2 separate regions of the Lactuca sativa genome follow, and region 1 is linked to region 2. The links are chromatin contacts, called in public Hi-C maps. All regions are on one chromosome and are shown on one strand. The core of a region is the stretch at or near the end of the contact, and the rest is flanking DNA. Distances in the headings are between cores, read along the strand shown. Region 1 holds the start of LOC111901319 (eukaryotic translation initiation factor 3 subunit F). Region 2 holds the start of LOC111901323 (aquaporin PIP1-1).

Evidence for each region. A called contact is a pair of places that touch in the nucleus more often than the background predicts.
Region 1: a Hi-C map of bud shows a contact between it and region 2, with 7 times the contacts expected there. The contact joins the promoter of LOC111901319 here to the promoter of LOC111901323 in region 2. A contact is called at or near these places in 2 of 4 Hi-C or Micro-C datasets (bud and leaf).

The regions. Positions count from the first base shown.
Region 1 is chr2:218,563,216-218,567,775 of Lsat_Salinas_v11, forward strand. LOC111901319 (eukaryotic translation initiation factor 3 subunit F) reads left to right here and starts at 1,913. Exons shown (of 6, transcript XM_023897176.3): 1 at 1,913-2,281; 2 at 2,560-2,639; 3 at 3,197-3,426; 4 at 3,554-3,675; 5 at 3,771-3,884; 6 at 3,978-4,290. The coding sequence starts at 2,060. The coding sequence ends at 4,067.
Region 2 is chr2:218,371,189-218,375,895 of Lsat_Salinas_v11, forward strand. It overlaps LOC111901323 (aquaporin PIP1-1), which reads left to right and starts at 1,781. Exons shown (of 4, transcript XM_023897179.3): 1 at 1,781-2,170; 2 at 2,240-2,538; 3 at 2,621-2,761; 4 at 2,870-3,175. The coding sequence starts at 1,840. The coding sequence ends at 2,962.

The DNA of each region.
Region 1 (4,560 bases), core at 663-3,162, 190 kb after region 2:
AAATATTATAAGTGTCAAATAAACTAATATCCACCTAATAAAAGAAAAAAATGTTTATGTTATCAAATAAATCCACAATATATTTATAAAAAAGGAAAAATGTTTCTATTTTCATTTTCTAGACAACATACAATATTCCAACACCTTGGGAAACAAGTCTTCATGTATGCAAAAGCTTACATATAGTATTTCAGAATTGATAAATGTTAAAAATAAAAGACAAAATTGCAAAAATGGTCCCTATGGTATGCATATTTTTGGGGTTTTAGTCCAAACTCCGACTTTTTTGGCTTCATGGTCCTTTTAAGCTAGTTTCATTGTAGATTTGGTCCCTCGGTAAATTGAAATTACTTTAATACCCTTAGGTATTTATTTTCTATTTCTAAATTCATTTTTTTAAAGTTTTAATAATTATTTATTCATTTTAAGAATTAAAAAATGAAAGGGCTCTCTCTCTCTCTCTCTCTCTCTCTCTCTCCCCTTTACCGGTGACACAACACAAACGCTACTGCACCCCTTACCATTACCTCTGCCTTTTTAAACTTTCTTCTCCACCCTTAAGAGGCTTATCTCCTGCATAAGTTGAACCAAATAAGAGATGATGACATGTGAAGCAATAAACGAAATGTTAAGGGATTAACCTGTGTGGAGCTCTTCATCCCTACCGGCTACACATTACAGGCAAAGCATTAGGGGAGGTGGAGGTCCTCATGCCTACCACCGCTATCCGATAACTCCTACTTCCAGTATTGATGCATCAGCTTTCTGATTTTTCCCTCCAGGTAACTCCTTATTCCATCATCAATTCCTAAAGGGTTTGCTATTATTGGCGTTTTTTGATGCTTAGCTTGAAATAAAATGGTAGAGAAGGAAGCCCTAGATTTCGAAAACTTGGATTGATCTTGAATTTCTGGTACCAAAGCTCATGTCGGCAATGAGATATGACCTATACTTCAAAACGTTGGGATCACTTGCTCAAACATTGACACCAAATCCCATCCCCAAAAATTAGAGATTTGTAGTTTCAACAAAAGAGGGATAACAGGATCATGGTTTATCAGGCAACGGGTTGGGGAACAAGAAGATGGGTGGGGTTTTTCCGTTCTTTACTGACGAGAGAGAGAGAGAGAGAGAGAGGGAGAGAGAGAGAGAAAGAGAGAGAGTTTTTGAGGTCTCTAATCGTAATAGTTTGTGCAACTACCGTCTTCGTTGACCTATTGTTCATCATTTTTCCTAGTCGATCCAATGTTCATCTTTTTTTTTTTGAACCAGGCCTTCAATCCAAAAACAATGGTAAGAAAGGGAAGCGTTGGGGAAGAAAAAGATGGGGTGCGGTTTTTTTATTCTTTGCTGACGAGAGAGAGAGAGAGAGAGAGAGAGAGAGAGAGAGAGAGAGATCCATTTTCTGTATTTTTTATTAATTATAAAATAGTTAAAAAGGAAAGAAAATGAAAAATAAATATATTAAGAGTATTTTAGTATTTTCAATTTAGGGAGGGAGCTTTTCCACATACAAACTAGCTCAAAAGGACTACCAATCCAAAAAGTCAATGTTTGGTCTAAACCTCAGAAAAAATACATACCATATGGATATTTTTGCAGTTTTGTCAAAATAAAAATAAAAAACTAAATGAAAAGGATAACATGATATTTTACAAGCTTGACACGAATCGAATTCACATTCACAATAAGCCAAATAAAACAAGCCACAAAGACAATTTCTACATTTTTCTCAAAAATAATTTCAAATTCATTTAAAATTTTATCAACCAAATATTAAATAACATTTTAATCATCCTAAATTCAAAAAGAAAAAAGAAAAGAAAAAATCTCACAAAAATCCAGCAATGCAATTGCAATTTGCAAACTCCTGTTAATTGTTATCGTATATGGGCCTTCGTTTTTATTTGATAGCCAGAAGCCCAGAACAAAACACAATCTCTCCGTTCCAGATCAGTACGCTTCCTAAACCCTAGCACATCTGTTCTCTCTCTGTTTGCCGTCCGGCACTACGAATCTCAGTTTCTCCGATCAAAGAACAGTCGGAAAGTCTGAAAGCATGGCGTCGGCGGATCAAACAGTGCTGCAGTTCGTACCTTTGTCTACCAGCCTTTCAGCCAAGGTTCATCCTCTTGTGATATTCAATATCTGTGATTGTTTTGTGAGACGACCGGACCAAGCTGAAAGAGTCATCGGAACGCTTCTTGGATCCGTTCTTCCTGACGGCACGGTGGATATTCGTAATTCGTATGTCGTCCCTCACAATGAATCGTCTGACCAGGTTAGCTTTAAATTAACATACTTTGTGCTTTTTGGTGCTGTGTCAAGTATTGTTAGCGCAGAAGTATAATTGTTGATTTACTAGAAGAAAATAATAATAATGCCTATCAGCAGCAAGGTCCTCTATGTAATCTTAGTTGTGATATTCAACAGAAGTTAGAGGTGGACAGCCTTGATTTTAAATGAAATTAAAATGATGAAAGTTATCTGTCAAAAGCTTAAGCTATAGCGAACTGTCATCCGACAGTTATTTCATATTCTCTTTTATCATTTTGCTAGGTTGCTCTGGATATTGATTATCATCACAACATGTTGTCGTCTCACCAAAAAGTGAATCCAAAAGAAGTTATTGTTGGATGGTAATTTCTCTTCAAATGTGCCTTAACTATTGTCAATTTACACTTGTTTCTCACTTTACTTATTGTCATCCCATGTCTTGCTATTTGATTTTTCCATTACCTAAAGTTGAAAATGATAACTGTTTGTTACTTGACTACGTTATTTCAATTGTTTTTTGCTTCCTAGACTTGTTGTATTGTTCAAGTGGGACTCTAATTATTATGACATTACATGTGAGCTTCCTTCAATTGCTTCCTAGATTAAGGCAATAAGGTGGGTCTTCATATGTGAAACACATTCTGGCAGCCTGAAAAGACAAAAAATAGGAATATTCGTCTTACAGGAATGACAAAGAAGAGAGCATAGAAAAGAATTAGTATCATGTTGCTTTTATTGTTTCACACACGTATTATTTATTACTGTGTTTTACTTATATCCACTATTAGCTCTATAATATGTCTCTTCCCAAAACCGTGTTAACACTATCAACTTATCTAATATAACCATTCTTTATTATGATAAAAATTGATGACAGTGATGAGATTTATTTACCCAATGTGATCTGAAAACTATGTAGGTTTTCAACTGGATTTGGGGTGACAGGTGGCAGTGCTCTTATCCACGAGTTCTATTCACGAGAAGTTACAAACCCTGTTCATCTGACTGTGGACACTGGATTCACAAATGGGGAGGCTTCCATTAAAGCTTTTGTATCTGTGAACCTCTCTTTGGGAGACCAGCAACTTGCTGCTCAGTTTCAAGAAATCCCTCTCGATCTCCGTATGGTTGAAGCTGAACGTGTTGGATGTATGTCTCTTTTAACACACCCACATTCTACTTTCATTGATCTGTTTGCGAATTGGCACATCTTTAATACTAAACATATGATGTTGATGATGATGATGATGATGATGTTTGTGCATTGTGATTGTAGTTGAGATTCTGAAGAGCACAGCAGTTGACAAACTCCCAAGTGATATGGAAGGCATGGAAGCCAGTATGGAACGCTTGCTAGCTTTAATTGATGATACCTACAAATACGTCGATGATGTTGTCGTAAGATTTATTATTATTATTATTACAAATTTTATACATTTTTTCCTCTTTTTTTTTAAAAAAAAGTCTATATGTATCTTTTTGACCTTTTTCAGGAAGGGCGTGTTGCACCAGACAACACGGTTGGAAGATTTATATCGGAAACCGTATCATCCGTTCCAAAAATATCACCACCGGCTTTTGATAAGCTTGTCAATGATAGTCTACAGGTAAACTAATAGCATTCTACAAAATTAAAATTAAAAGTTAGATGTTTTTTTTTTTTTTTTGGTTATTTCCTAAATTAACCTTTTGATTGACAGGACCAATTGCTGTTACTGTACCTGTCAAGCATAACAAGGACACAACTAAGCTTAGCAGAGAAACTCAACACTGCTGCCCAGATCCTGTAAAAGTAAAAACCAGAATAACCAAATCTTGTTATCTTCAAGAGAGATTTTGTTTTTTGTAAGAGGTTGGTATTTTACTGTTAGTCGAGTGAGTGATTGTGCAAATGAAATTCATAGATGCTACAACTAAATTCATATTAGTGGTCGTTTTACTTTTTGGAAGTTTTGGATCAAAGTGTGTTATCTTTTATATTGTTGGGCCAAGTATGTTGATTATTTTTAGTTATATTCCCTTGTGTTTGCATACATGTTATTCAAATGAGCATGTTAAACAAGACTTAAATGCCTACCATTTTGGTTGTTCTTGATTATATAATTTTCTCCTTCATGTGCAAGTTGTATAGAGATGTTGCAAAAAGATAAACCATAAATTTAGCATAACTTAACATAAGGGTTAATGAATGAATTTGCAAATGAAGTTTATATATTTTAATCAGTTTATACTAGAAAGTGTATTGATTTATATAGTTACTTTTCTAGTTAACAAACTGTCTTT
Region 2 (4,707 bases), core at 531-3,030:
CATTTCAGATTTGTTACAATAGTTGTGAAAAAAATCCTAACCTATGCAACCTCTTCACTAGTTCTCATTAATCTTGCAAATACAATACAAAGGAATATTTATACTACATGCATGGGCCGACTATACAAGGCTAATAAGTAATAAATGGGCTGTACATATAACGGCAAAGAGCTTCACCAAGCCTCTACCCATACCTTGTTTTTTACCTGCAAAACCAAGCTTGTCGTTTGCCAACCTTAGTTTATGGCCATGTATAGAACTAATGTTTAGTCTAGCAAATCTATCATGGTCTAATGGTTGTTATGTAAAAGTGTTATCTATTCATACACCTTGTATCTTGTCACTTATTTCATGAATGAAATCCTTAATTAATAGATACCTCCTCACACCTCAAGTCCTCATATGTTTTTGTTTTTTTAATCGATCAAACTCCATCATCCGTTTTGTATATGTGATCCCTATCACTGTAGCAGGTGAATAACGTGTATATGGTGTGGCTCATTCAGAGAATGACATGACTGTTTTAGTGTTTTGCTGTGCATGGATCGAGAATATGGGAATGGATCGATCATGGATGCTGTATTTATATTTTGCTGTGATAGATCAGCCATCAGTAATTTAAAAACTAATATGGATGGGGGGTTTAGTTCAGGATAGTTGTGATTAATTTGTATGCCGAATGATTTTCATGTCTGATTGCAATTTGGATGCCGAATTGTTTTTTGGGGTTGGTATTTATATTGTTATTAAAACGTCAAACGATTGCTACATAAATAGGATATTATAAAAAATATAGTGGTTGAAGTTAACGCTTCTTCGTGTTAATTAAACATTACTATAATCCAATGTTTTAAAAACCGGTTTTTTAATTGAACAGGTCGGATGATGTTTTCCGGTTTAACCGGTTCTGTATTTTTATATGTTTTTAATTATCCTACGTAAATAGAATACAACATATAAAAACAATTATTATAGAAGTCAAAATCAATCAAAGAAACCCAAAACAAACACAAAAATCCAAGAATGTCCGGTTCAACCCGGTCCATTCTGGTTCAATTCAGCCGGTTGAACCGTTTTTTTACCAAAACCGGCCGGTTCAATCCGGTCAGAAAATCATTATCAAACCGGTTTAAATCGAACCGTCCTCACCTTCGGTTCCCGGTTCGAACCGGTTTTTAAAACACTGCTATAATCCACAGAAAAATACCAATAAATTGTTGTTTCTCGAATTTTACAATTTTGAAAATGCTCAAACACAAAAGTTGTAAACAACCCAACAAACTATAATTGAGATTCCTACAAGGAAAGTCACTAAAAAAAGCTGATCTTACTATCCTAGTTATCCAAATTTGTATGAACATCTATCCATATACATATTTTAAGCAAAATATTACGGATATATATACACAATACAGGAAGAGAATACAATCAATATATAAAACAAAAATAAAAGATTCTAATTCTTTCATGATAACATATGATAAATAACATTTCAATGAGACATTGGAGATGGGGCGGTGTGAGTCATCATCACACACAGTGTTAACGTTTCTCTCTCAGTCTCTCTGGACACGTGTGTGGCCAATATATCGCCAGCTACGTCAGTGCTTTCTATTTTTATGGAGAAGGTAGCCGACCAAAGCGACGTCGCTGTCAATTTGCAGTAAAAAACGACTTCATTTCCATTATTATGCACTGGACGGCGATAAAATACACACATTTTTCTCATTGATACCCCACAATTTATTCCTATTTATAACCACTCCACCACTGATCTCCACCACCACACTCACTACAAACGTAATTTTTCAGTGATCAGAGTACCAGAGAGAAACAACAATGGAGGGAAAGGAAGAGGATGTTCATTTGGGAGCTAACAAGTACCGGGAAAGACAACCCATTGGGACGGCGGCGCAGGTACCAGATAAGGATTACCAAGAACCACCACCGGCTCCGTTCTTTGAGCCGTCGGAGCTTACTTCCTGGTCGTTTTACAGAGCCGGGATTGCCGAGTTTATCGCTACTTTTCTGTTTTTATACGTCACCGTTTTGACGGTCATGGGAGTTGTTAAGTCGCCGACCAAGTGCTCCACCGTTGGTATCCAAGGCATCGCATGGGCCTTCGGCGGCATGATCTTCGCACTCGTCTATTGCACAGCCGGAATCTCAGGTATATCACTTTCTAACAAAAGAATTAATCTTTATTAATTATTCGGAGTAATTAACAATGAATTTGCAGGCGGGCATATTAATCCGGCGGTGACATTTGGGTTGTTTCTGGCGAGAAAACTGTCGTTGACCAGGGCGTTGTACTACATGGTGATGCAGTGTCTTGGCGCCATCTGCGGCGCCGGTGTCGTTAAGGGGTTCGAAGGAAGCAAACAGTATAAGCTACTCGGCGGTGGCGCAAACACGATCGCACACGGTTACACCAAGGGCGACGGCCTCGGTGCTGAAATCATCGGCACATTTGTCCTCGTTTACACTGTATTCTCCGCCACCGACGCCAAGCGCAGCGCCCGAGACTCCCATGTTCCGGTACGAACTAGTTCAACTCTTAAATCACCAATCTTCTAATAAAGACAACGATTTGAAAATGGGTTTTGTGTTGATTTTTCAGATATTGGCGCCGTTGCCAATTGGGTTTGCCGTGTTTTTGGTGCACTTGGCCACCATTCCGATCACCGGAACTGGAATTAACCCGGCAAGGAGCTTGGGAGCTGCCATTATTTTCAACCAGGACCACGCATGGAATGATCACGTAAGTATTCCACCTCCGTTTATATAAATATAATGCTGATTTAAATACAAGATCATATGAATAATGTTTTGATAAAGATTTGTTGTTTTTGTGTTTGTGGGAATGCAGTGGGTATTCTGGGTCGGACCTTTCATCGGAGCAGCACTTGCGGCATTGTACCACGTAGTGGTGATCAGGGCCATCCCATTCAAGAACAAATGAGGAAGACGACGATCCTTTTGTTTTTTTGTTTTTGTTTGTAAAATGTATGTAGTAGTTGTAGTGGTTTCCTTTGTTTTTCTAATAATTCCATAAGAATCCATTTGAGAATTGAGGTGGATGAGTCTCTTTGGGGTTCCACATCAAAGTATTTGTGGGCTTATCTTGTACTTTTCTGTAAATTTATTCTCTAAGCTGTTGAAATACTTATCTTCATATACGAATTGTTTAGATATATGCTTATCTCTATTTTAAATTGATCTTTATCTTTTGTTTGGTATATAAAACAACTATAACCGTTTTCTTCTCATCAATGAGAAACGTAGCTTTTTTTATTCTTCTCTGCCATATTTCACATAGTATAAGAACGGGTCTGATATTACCTAAGCCACAACAGGACCTGTTGACGCATCTTCATCAAAGACACACATTGATATCATGTATCGGGTCTGGTTTTCCTCACCCCGGTTGATCATCCTCGCCAGAATTTTGTTGGAAAAAACTTACTCCATGACAGAAATTACAGTGACTAGTAATTACAATGACTGACAAATGCATTAATTGTTTGCCAAAAACAAGTTTGGTTTCGTTGATGGCACAATGTCGATGCCAAAAGATTTTGATGAATTGGAGGAGATGCAATGCAATGGTACAAGGATGACTTGTGAGTTCAATGGAGAAAGATATCAAGAGCAGTGTAAATTATGCGGCTATTGCACACGACATTTGGGTGGATCTTGAAGAGCGTTTTGGAAAAGAAAACGCCCCCAAATCATAGGAATTGAGAAGAACTATGACTACCATACGACAAAGAGATATGTCTGTATCTATATACTACACGAAGCTTAGGAGTTTGTGGGATGAAATACAGTCTATAAGTCCTACACCCTCTTGTGTTTGTAATGGTTGCAAGTATGATGTCAACAAGGAAAGGTTGCATGACTTCCTAATGAGGTTGAATGACGAGTATAATGTTGTCAAGACACAAATCTTTTTGAACCTTTCCCGGTATTTATGAAAGGCTTATCTTTTGTGTTGTTTGATCCCAATTATTTTTCTTCTTAGGACTGAGGCTTTCATTTTTGGGAAATATTTATCTAAGAAGAGGCGTGCAAGGTCTACCCATGTATTGATCGTCCTCGGTGGGAGATCATAAAGTCGGTCTTTAGCTCAATCTTGCATCGCAAAGAGGAATGCCCTAAGCTTGATTTGATCCTTTGCTACATTGTGTGGTTTCATGCCAACACACACAACATGGAATTCAGTGAGGAATTTGTGGGGATCTTCATTTTCTCGGACTCTATAGGTTAGGAGTAAGTGGATGAAGCCGAATTATAGTTCAAAGTTTGTGGCTGTTGGATAGGTGATGCAAAGAGGTTGTTGAGTAACCTATTGCCTAGCCCATTGGCAAAGGGTTTGCTCGGGTAGGTTTTGTGGACCACGGTTGTTATTATTATTACCTACGTTTCCTCCTTGGTCTTCCATGGTGGAAGTAGGAATTAAGGTTTATGTGGGTATGAAGTCTGTGATACTATGCGTAGGTGAAGAGGGTGGAGTGGTGTTTCTGGATGATGATGGTTGTAATGAGAGTGAGAAGGTTTCAGTTTCATTTTCTGATACACTTGAGAGGGGTATGTCCTCTCAAATGTTAATGATCAGAGGAGTGGATGATGAAGAAGTCCTGAAACTCGGTTGCCTCTTACGAAACTTGGCTTGCTTTTATAACCTCATTGAAGTCTTCTCTATCT